Regions from separate parts of the Mus musculus genome. Here region 2 is linked to region 1. A link is a contact called in public Hi-C data. All regions are on one chromosome and are shown on one strand. The core of a region is the stretch at or near the end of the contact, and the rest is flanking DNA. Distances in the headings are between cores, read along the strand shown. Region 1 overlaps Nsmce2 (NSE2/MMS21 homolog, SMC5-SMC6 complex SUMO ligase). Region 2 has its middle 66 kb from the start of Gm19510.

Region 1 (4,373 bases), core at 882-3,381:
TTGATGACCGACTAGGCCATCCTCTGCTACATATGCAGTTAGAGCCATGAGTCTCTCTGTGTGTTTTCTTTGGTTGGTGGTTTAGTCCCAGGGAGTTCTGGGGTTACTGGTTAGTTCATATTGTTGTTCCTCCAAGGGGGCTGCAAACCCCTACAGCTCCTTTAGTACTTTCTCTAGATCCTTCATTGGGGACCCTGTGCTCCATCTAATGGATAACTGTGTGCATCCACTTCTATATTAGTCAGGCATGGCAGAGTCTCTCAGGAGACAGCTATATCAGGAGACAGCTTCTTGCTATTATAAATAAGGCTGCATTGAACATAGTGGAGCATGTGTCTTTATTACAAGTTGGGGCATCTTCTGGGTATATACCCAGGAGTGGTATCTCTGGATCTTCTGGTAGAACTATGTCCAATTTTCTAAGGAACCACCAAACTGATTTCCAGAGTGGTTGTACCAGCTTGCAATCCCAGCTCGCCAGCATCTGCTGTCAACTGAGTTTTTGATCTTAGCCATTCTGACTGGTATAAGGTGGAATCTCAGGGTTGTTTTGATTTGCATTTCCCTGATGATTAAGGATGTTGAACATTTTTTTAGGTGCTTCCTAGCCATTCAGTATTCCTCAGTTGAGAATTCTTTGTTTAGCTCTGTACCCCATTTTTAATAAGGGTTATTTGGTTTTCTGGAGTCCAACTTCTTGGGTTCTTTATATATATTGGATATTAGCCCCCTATGTGAATTAGGACTGGTAAAGATCTTTTCGTATGGGGCCATTCCTACTCAAACCACCATATCAGTCTATTTTTCCTTTAGTCTTTCCTCCAGCCATCTAACAGTCCATTAGCCTTTTCGTTTTTGTAATTTGTCCATTTTATTATCTACCCATGTAAAATGTATAATGTAGTGGGGTTTTTAAAATTATATTCATGGATACACATAACCGTTACCACAATCATTTCAAAACCACAACCCCTGGCAAGGTGTGATATTATATACTTATAATTTCATTACTCAAGAGACTGAGGCAGGAGTATTGTGAGTTCAAGGACAGCCTGGGCTGTATAGTGATGAGAGGAGAGGAGACCAACAAGAAAGGAAGTGAGGAAGGGAAAAGAAAGGAAGCAGACCCTGCGTCCTTTAGCATTGCACGCCAGTCTCTCCAGGAGCCACTGATCTACTATGGCTCTATAGCTGTGGAGTTACCTGTTTCAGACATTTCATATAGAAGTGAATTTTATATAAAATGTGGTTTTTTGTGGTTGGAGTGTTCTTGTTTTCAAGCAAGGTTCATCTGTGTTGTTAGATCCATCAGCATTTAATCAGTTAGCACTTCATTTATTTTTATAGTTTAATAATACTCCATTATGTAGTATGTAGCTATACCACATTTTGTAGATCTACCAGTTGGTGGACCCTGGGTTGTTAATATTACTAAATTATTCTTGGATGCTTGTGCTTTGAACGAGGAATGCCCTCACTAGGCTCAGGTATTTGCATTACTTGGTCCCCAGTAGGTGGTGCTGTTTGGAGAGGTTTAGGAGGTGCAGTCTTGCTGGAGGATGGATGTCTCAGGGCTTCCAGATTTTATAGCCTATCCCTGCTTCCAGTTTGCTTTCTCTACTTCTCTCTTGCAATGTGAGCTCTCACCTTCTTGGCACCATGCTTGCAGGTGGCTCCCTGATGTCATGCCTCCCAGCCGAGATGGATTCAAATCCTCTGGGACCAGAGCCCAGATAAGCTTTTGGTCACATGGTGCTGTGTGTAGCACAGCAGCAAATGTAACTATTAATTGTGCTGCTCAGCATCCATTCTCACGTTAGTATCTCAGCATGGTTTCAGTTGGCATTTATGTAATGATGTCATATGCTTTTGGGCTCTTAGAGAAATCTCTGGAGAAGTGCCTATTCATATCCTGTGCACTTTTAAATCCAGTGTCTAAGTTCTTTATATATTCTAGAGAAAAGTCTGATATAAGACATGATCTGCTGGTATTTTTCCTATTGTGTGCTGCATTTTACTTTCTTGATAGTGTTCATTGAAGTATGCAAGGTTGTGATCTTGCGGGAGTCCAGCTGTGTGGATTTGCTGTTTTCGTGGTATGCCTTCCCCTGATAGAGCTTAGCATCAAGCTTGAAGCAGTCCTATTCATGTGTGCTGAGTATGAGTTTTGAGCTGGGACTCATTTGATGACTAGTTCTCTAAAGGTGCTGTGATGAAAACCTTTTCCCAGCAACCATGTGGAACCCTGGAGTTGGTGGGAATTGTAGATGAGAGAGCCTTCAGGACAGGCTTCACATGGGCTGTTGCAGGTTAAAGGTGAGTAGCTGTTTCATGTACTAGAAACAGACTGGAAAAGATTGATGAGTATTTGTCCTGATATGAAAGCTGACAAACCTGCCTGTAAGCTTCATGGCTGCTTGAGAGGTAGGAAACCCCTAAGTCAAAGACAGCAGCTTTTGTTGTTATACCTCAGATAGTATGCCTGTTCTGGTTTACCTTCCTGTCTCCATGCCTCATGGTTTCTGGAGCTGATATGGGAGAGCCCAGGAGGGTTGAGGTCACAACTAAGGAACCTCAGGCTCAGGGGTCCAGTTTTTGGAAGTAGACGCCATCTTAGTCTTGTGAGATCTTGCTCTTACATAAGCATCCTTGTAAAGATGGACTGGGACAGAAGGGCACATGGCACCTTTGCTCCCAAGATGTTCAGAATGAGTGAGAAATGACTTGCTCCCTAGAACCTGACACATTCAGGGAGCTGCAAGTGCTTCAGGGTGAAGATTAACTTCAGCTGAGGCCTTTCCAGGCTGTTGCCACCACCAGTGGTGAAAGCTTCAGCACTTTTCTTTGGAGATGAACTTTGTCCAAGATGCAGGAGAGGCCAGGTGAGATGAAGAGAGGGGTCCTCCTCTGTCCCCAGAGGGAACATAATCCTTTGGTTGTCTGGATGGGGTAATGTTGGGCTTTCAGAACTACAGAATCATGCACTGGCTGCCCACTTTAGTATCATTGTGACTTTAACTTTCAGGTTATTTTCCTTTATAAGTAGTGATGATGTAAAATAGCAGTGAATGTCTTGTAGGGTCCTTAACCATCCACCCATCCACATCTCCCTAACACCTGCCGTATTTGGAGTTGCTGTAAAGTATTAAGGAATGTATCTAAAATGCTCTTTACAGAGCTGGTACATAATATTCATATTGGTCAGTTGCTTTGTTTTTGCTGTAATTATTTGAGCATTTGAAAAGATGGATCCTGTAGAGCCTTAGGGTCAGAATTGACTTTGTACAAAAATACATCCGTGAATTAAAATGCAAATTCTCTATTAGCCTAGATGATTGCTTCATCTCTTAGAGCTTGCTTTTTCCTGCATGTGAAGACTTGAAGTGACTGCCTTTTTGTGGTTATTCTGGGTTTGAGACAGTTATTTCCTTTGTTGTTTAGGGTTTACTTTGAACTATGGTCTTGCTGTGTTGCCCAGGTTAGCCTCCAAAGCTACGTAGGCTCAAGTGATCTTCTTTCTCAGCTACCTGGCTGGAGTACAGACACATGCTACTCTGCTGTATTAAGCTCCTCACTTTAAAGGCGGCCCTGGGCAGAGACTGGCTACATGTGTGTGTGTTTCATTGGTATTCTGCTGAGTACTTAGTTTTAAGTCACTGGGTGCTCTCTAACCAGTGTCTTATTTACATGCAAACAAAATTACACTAAATAACAGATTTTTTTTTTGCAGTCTCTTTTGTCCCATTTTGCAGACTGTTCTTTTAGAAAGTATCCTTTTTAAATTTTGGAATAATAATAGACTTACAAACACTTGGAATGAGAGTTCCCAAATGTCTCTACCCACTGCCCTTACTTGCTCAGACCTTAGTGCATAGTACATTTATCAAAGCTACATAAAACATTGGTGTGTTATTGCAGACTAAACTTCTGTTTTAGTAACATTTTTTCAGTGGCCCTTTTTCTTTTTTTTATATTTATTTTATTTGTATGAGTACACTGCAGCTGTCTTCAGACACACCAGAAGAGGGCATCAGATTCCATTACAGATGGTTGTGAGCCACCATGTGGTTGCTGGAATTTGAACTCAGGACCTCTGGAAGAGCCGTTGGTGCTCTTAACCTCTGAGCCATCTCTCCAGCCCCAGTGTCCCTTTTCAATACATTGTCCAGGATGCAGTCCTGGCTGCCACATTGCATTTAGTCACTTCTTGAGTTGTATAACCTTTTTCTTTTCCCTTAAAAAAAAAAAGTTTGACTTTGTGTGAAATGTCCCTCAGTTGGAGTTTAATGTTTTTCTTATGAGTTAAGGGCAATTTTATGTTTTTAGAAGAAGATGACAGAAGCCAAACTCCTAATCACATTCCGTGAGGGACT
Region 2 (4,122 bases), core at 221-2,720, 330 kb after region 1:
GCTTTTCTTATTTCCAGGGGCTTCATATGCAGAACAAATGACAGAGACACTCAGATCCGCTTAGCTGTGCACATCAAGTATATTTGTGGAGTCATTTTGTAGTTGACAGACAAGTGTACAAATGGGAGTCATGACATGTGGAAAACAAGGTGGTAGCCACCAGTGAAAAGGACACAAGCCAGTGACTCCTGAAGTCAGGTTCCCAGAGGAATTTGAACACACTTTTGGTTAGCAGTGCCAGTGTTGGGAAGGCACCCCTTAGAGGTCCTGTTTTAGAGATTCTATTGGTAGAGAGAATTAACTGAGGTCCTATTCTTTTTGTTGAAGTTTATGAACTGATCCCTAAAGAGAAATGGGTATCGCTGGGGACAGGCTAACAGCTGGCATCCATCTTGGTGGGCTGTGGCTCATGGGTGTGACCACTGCACCCAAGCACCTGACAAACACAGATGAAGCAGTCGTTAAGTTCCCAAGGTGTGGAATGGTGGCACACGTGTGTAGGGTGGGTCTTTCTACGTCACTTAACCCACTCTAGAAAGTCTTGTACAGTTCTGCCCAGGAGTCTTGTCTGCTAAGTGATTTTAGATCCCACCAAGCTGGGAACTCAGAAGGGCCACCCATGCAGAAGAGAGTCCGACAAAGGTACCTGAGAACCTGATGCTACAGCAGAGTGTCATGAACCTGGCGTTAAGGCAGAGAGGATGGTACGAAGGCCTTGAGGTGGAAGAGAGCTCAGAGGTGGAGCAAAGTGGGTAGAATTGTAGAGAGGGAGAGGGAGAAAGGCGGGGGGGGGGCAGGAGGCTGACTTAGTTAGAGGTAATGTGAGGTAATCATTTCAACTTTGCAGGCCACGGTCATGGTCAGGCTTAACCTGGCCCCTAGTTATTTTGTGACCTAGGTGTGTGTCCTTTCTTTCTGGGTTCACTTTTTATTGTAGGCAAAAGGGTTGTTTGGACAATTCACTCTCAAGCCTCTCTGTCTGTTGTAAAACAAATCGACAACCAAGACCCACCAGCGCAAACAGCGGCATAGAGACTCTAAGAAGCACAGACGCTAGTGTGCACGCGCACATGCGTGTGTACGTGTGTGTGTACGTGTGTGTGTGTGTGTGTGTGTGTGTGTGTGTGTGTGTGTCTGTGTCTGTGTCTGTGTCTGTGTCTGTGTCCGTGAAGCTCCCACAGAGAGGATCACACCAGATGGGGGCCATCTCTGTAGGCTTCTGCCTGGGCTCACAGATCAGCTTTAGGGTCCACCCGCACAGCACACCACATTTCCATTTGCACAGCAAGGCTGCATCCTTGTCATTTTCTCTCATCCCAGAGTGCCTGGGGCCAGAGGGGACAGGGCAGGGCCCCCGTGTGCCGGAAACTTTTGTTGACCGTGCACATTTCGCTCTACAGGATCAGCACAGCTGCTGTCTTGCCTCATCTCATCTCTGACCCTGAGGGGTGGCCTTCACCCAGTTTGCTAATGTGCTCAGTTCCTCTTTGGGGCATATGCTTGTCCCTCCAAGTTCTCGTGGCTGCGTGGAAGTGGACCTAGGCCCAGAGGGTGACTAAGAGGGGAAGCCCCTGTACTGTGTGGCTCCCAGAGGCTCCTGGTTGTGTAAGGGCCTTTTTTTTTTTTTTTTTGAGGAGGTTGCAGGCAACAGGATGAATCATAGCAAACACACGTGGCTCTAGCAGGGGACAGTCCTTCCTTATGCTGCTGTGGAAAGCAAAGTTTCTTAAAATGAATCAGCAGTGCCTGTACCCCAGGCTGTGGGAGGAGAATGAGGGTTCGAGTTACAGATTTCCAGAGTATTTGGGTGTGGTCCCCAAGGTCTGACAGTTGAGACTGCAGGGACCTAGGTCTCTGGGTCTTTCAGAGATGGAAGGACCTGCATCGCTCACTTGAGTTTTGGCTGGAGACCTGTTACTTAATGTGCAAAAGCTACTTGTCAGGACTGAAGGAGAGATGGGGTGCATTTTCAAGTGAAGAGACATAGGCTCTGAACCTGCAAGTCCCAGAGGGTCTCCTCATCTGGATAACCCAAGAGAGATATTTCTGGCAGCTATTCAGTAGAAAAGAACTCTTCATGCTTTCCCAAGTAGCAAGGCAGAGAGGAAAGTGGCTAGGAACTACCAAGCTTTGAAGTTAGCGTGAAGTTCACATCCCGTATGGTGTTTTGGAGTGAGTCTGCAGACAGCTGAGCCCTGCTTTCTCTTCTGTAAAATCAGGAAACCGTATCTGCCAGCTGAGCACACTGTGAAGAACACAAGCGGAAGACAGGCACCATGGCAGACTTCCGTAATTCCAGCTCTCAGGGTGAGGCGGGGGTGGGGGTGGGGGACGGTGCGAATGGAGATTGTCACAAGAGTGAGGAAGACCCACAAGGCCCCCAGTAGAGGGCTTTATAGAACTCCTCAGTAGACACTAAGAGACCAGGGTGGATAGCCAGGCATTTTGGCTCATTAGCTGTGTGTTTGTAGGTTTGTCTTTTAGTTGATGTGCGCCTGAGTTTCTTCATGACTTCTTAATAGACTTGATGGATGGGATGATCGTTGCAAAACTGAAAGTGGTTCAGAAGCCTGGGACATTCTGAATGCTGACCAGTTAACAGCAAACCCCGCCTCTTCCCACCTTTCTGAAGTCTATTGGGCCTACATTGATATCATCATATTACATCCTAATGATACCAGGCCCTTTCCTTGATCCTTTGGGGGCCCCAGCTCCTAGCCCAATTCACTCCAGCTCTTTAGAAGATAGAAACAAGTGTAACCTACTGCTATCTAACAAAGGTTATCACAGTGTCCGTCATCTTACCAGAGCTCCGGGCGGGACGGGGTGGGGAAGACAGATGAAGTGATCATTATCAGTTTTATCTTTCAAAAGATAAAATGGGCTTCAGAGAGGTGGAAAGAGTCAGGATTTGCTGTGGTCAGCTGGAAAAAGGCACTGGGTCGATCCGTCTTGGAGGAAAAGGAAGTTCTTAGGTATCTGCTGCTCGTTTCCCTTCAGAGATAAAACAACTTCAGAGTGACCAATCTTTATGCTACAAAAGATGTTGGATGCAGCCCACAGTTAGTCCAAACTCATGGTGCATAAAGACCCAGAGATGAGAGTTCTATTCACAGGTTTTGTCAGGGCAATACACTTAAATTTTGGGATTCCCTTCCCTTCCCTTCCCTTCCCTTCCCTTCCCTTCCCTTCCCTTCCCTTCCCTTCCCTTCCCTTCGCAGTTGTGCTCAAGGGCACTGTGGGAGGGGGTTCATGGACAGGGTAGGATCATTTTAGGATAACTCTGTACATTTTTTGGCCCACCTTTCAATGATAGGTAAGGCCAGTGTTCCCTTCCTTTGAATCCGAGCTGGTCTCTGTGAGTCAGATTCATAGAAGACAGCAGAGGCTTGGCTCTTTGAGGCCCTAGTCTCTCAAAAGCCCACAGAACTCCTACATGGTTTTCTTCTATCACTCCGAAATGCAGGTAAGAGGGCTGACAGCCTCAAGACAGCCATACTGTAGAGGTTTCTCTGACCGCCTCACCAGAGGCAGCCTTAGCTGCCAGCATCCCGGACTGAGATTGGATGTATCCGGGAAGCCCAGTCATTCATCGGCATTCAGATGGATACAGTCCATCTTCATGAGGCATGCCCCTCCCTAGAGCAAGGACTTTTAGCTCTGAATTCTTGGCCCACAAAACCAGTAACAAAATAAAGGGGGGAGGTTGTTTGTACCACGGAGTGTTGAAGTCATCCTCTTCACAGTAGTAGTAGTAAGAACACTTCAAACTCAGTTAGGTTTTTGTGGACTCTGTTTCTGGACCAAACATTCAGAAAAAATTAACAAGAGCAGTGGGTAATGGGCCACCCTGGGGCAATCAGAAGGGTGAGAGGGAAGAAAAGGAGCTCACAGAGCAGAGGACTTACAGTACTGGAAATCAGGTTGCAAACTGTATTGTCCACTCCATCAGATAGGCTTGAGGGACAAGGAGACGAGCCAAGATCAGAATCCACGTCTCAACATCTGAATTCCTATTCCTAATTTCCTGGGCACATACAGGACTAAAGAGGTGATGAGACAGTTGGTTCTGCTTCTCCTGGGTCTAGATTTCATTTAGTGAAACTCGGTCTTGGAGTCTCT

What was found. A called contact is a pair of places that touch in the nucleus more often than the background predicts.
Region 2: a Hi-C map of bone marrow-derived macrophages shows a contact between it and region 1, with 4 times the contacts expected there. The contact joins two enhancer-like sites. A contact is called at or near these places in 2 of 15 datasets of contacts at CTCF or cohesin (the NIH/3T3 cell line and large pre-B cells), 19 of 484 Hi-C or Micro-C datasets (B cells, the C10 cell line, the C2C12 cell line and 13 more), 11 of 115 datasets of contacts at active chromatin or transcription factors (the NIH/3T3 cell line, T-cell acute lymphoblastic leukemia, bone marrow-derived dendritic cells and 8 more) and 2 of 9 other capture datasets (bone marrow-derived macrophages and embryonic stem cells).

Annotation. Positions count from the first base shown.
Region 1 is chr15:59,395,875-59,400,247 of GRCm38.p6, forward strand. The region is part of intron 2 of Nsmce2 (NSE2/MMS21 homolog, SMC5-SMC6 complex SUMO ligase); the gene reads left to right. Among named protein-coding and RNA genes, the nearest start is that of Nsmce2, 24 kb to the left of the region's middle. Within about 2 kb of position 2,132, at least 51 of the 459 cell types and tissues checked have an H3K27ac peak or open chromatin away from gene starts, as enhancers often do. A contact at or near this core is called in the C2C12 cell line, Th17 cells, bone marrow-derived macrophages and 2 more, where this site is marked.
Region 2 is chr15:59,726,806-59,730,927 of GRCm38.p6, forward strand. No RefSeq gene overlaps it. Among named protein-coding and RNA genes, the nearest start is that of Gm19510, 66 kb to the right of the region's middle. Within about 2 kb of position 1,471, at least 184 of the 459 cell types and tissues checked have an H3K27ac peak or open chromatin away from gene starts, as enhancers often do. A contact at or near this core is called in the C2C12 cell line, Th17 cells, bone marrow-derived macrophages and 2 more, where this site is marked.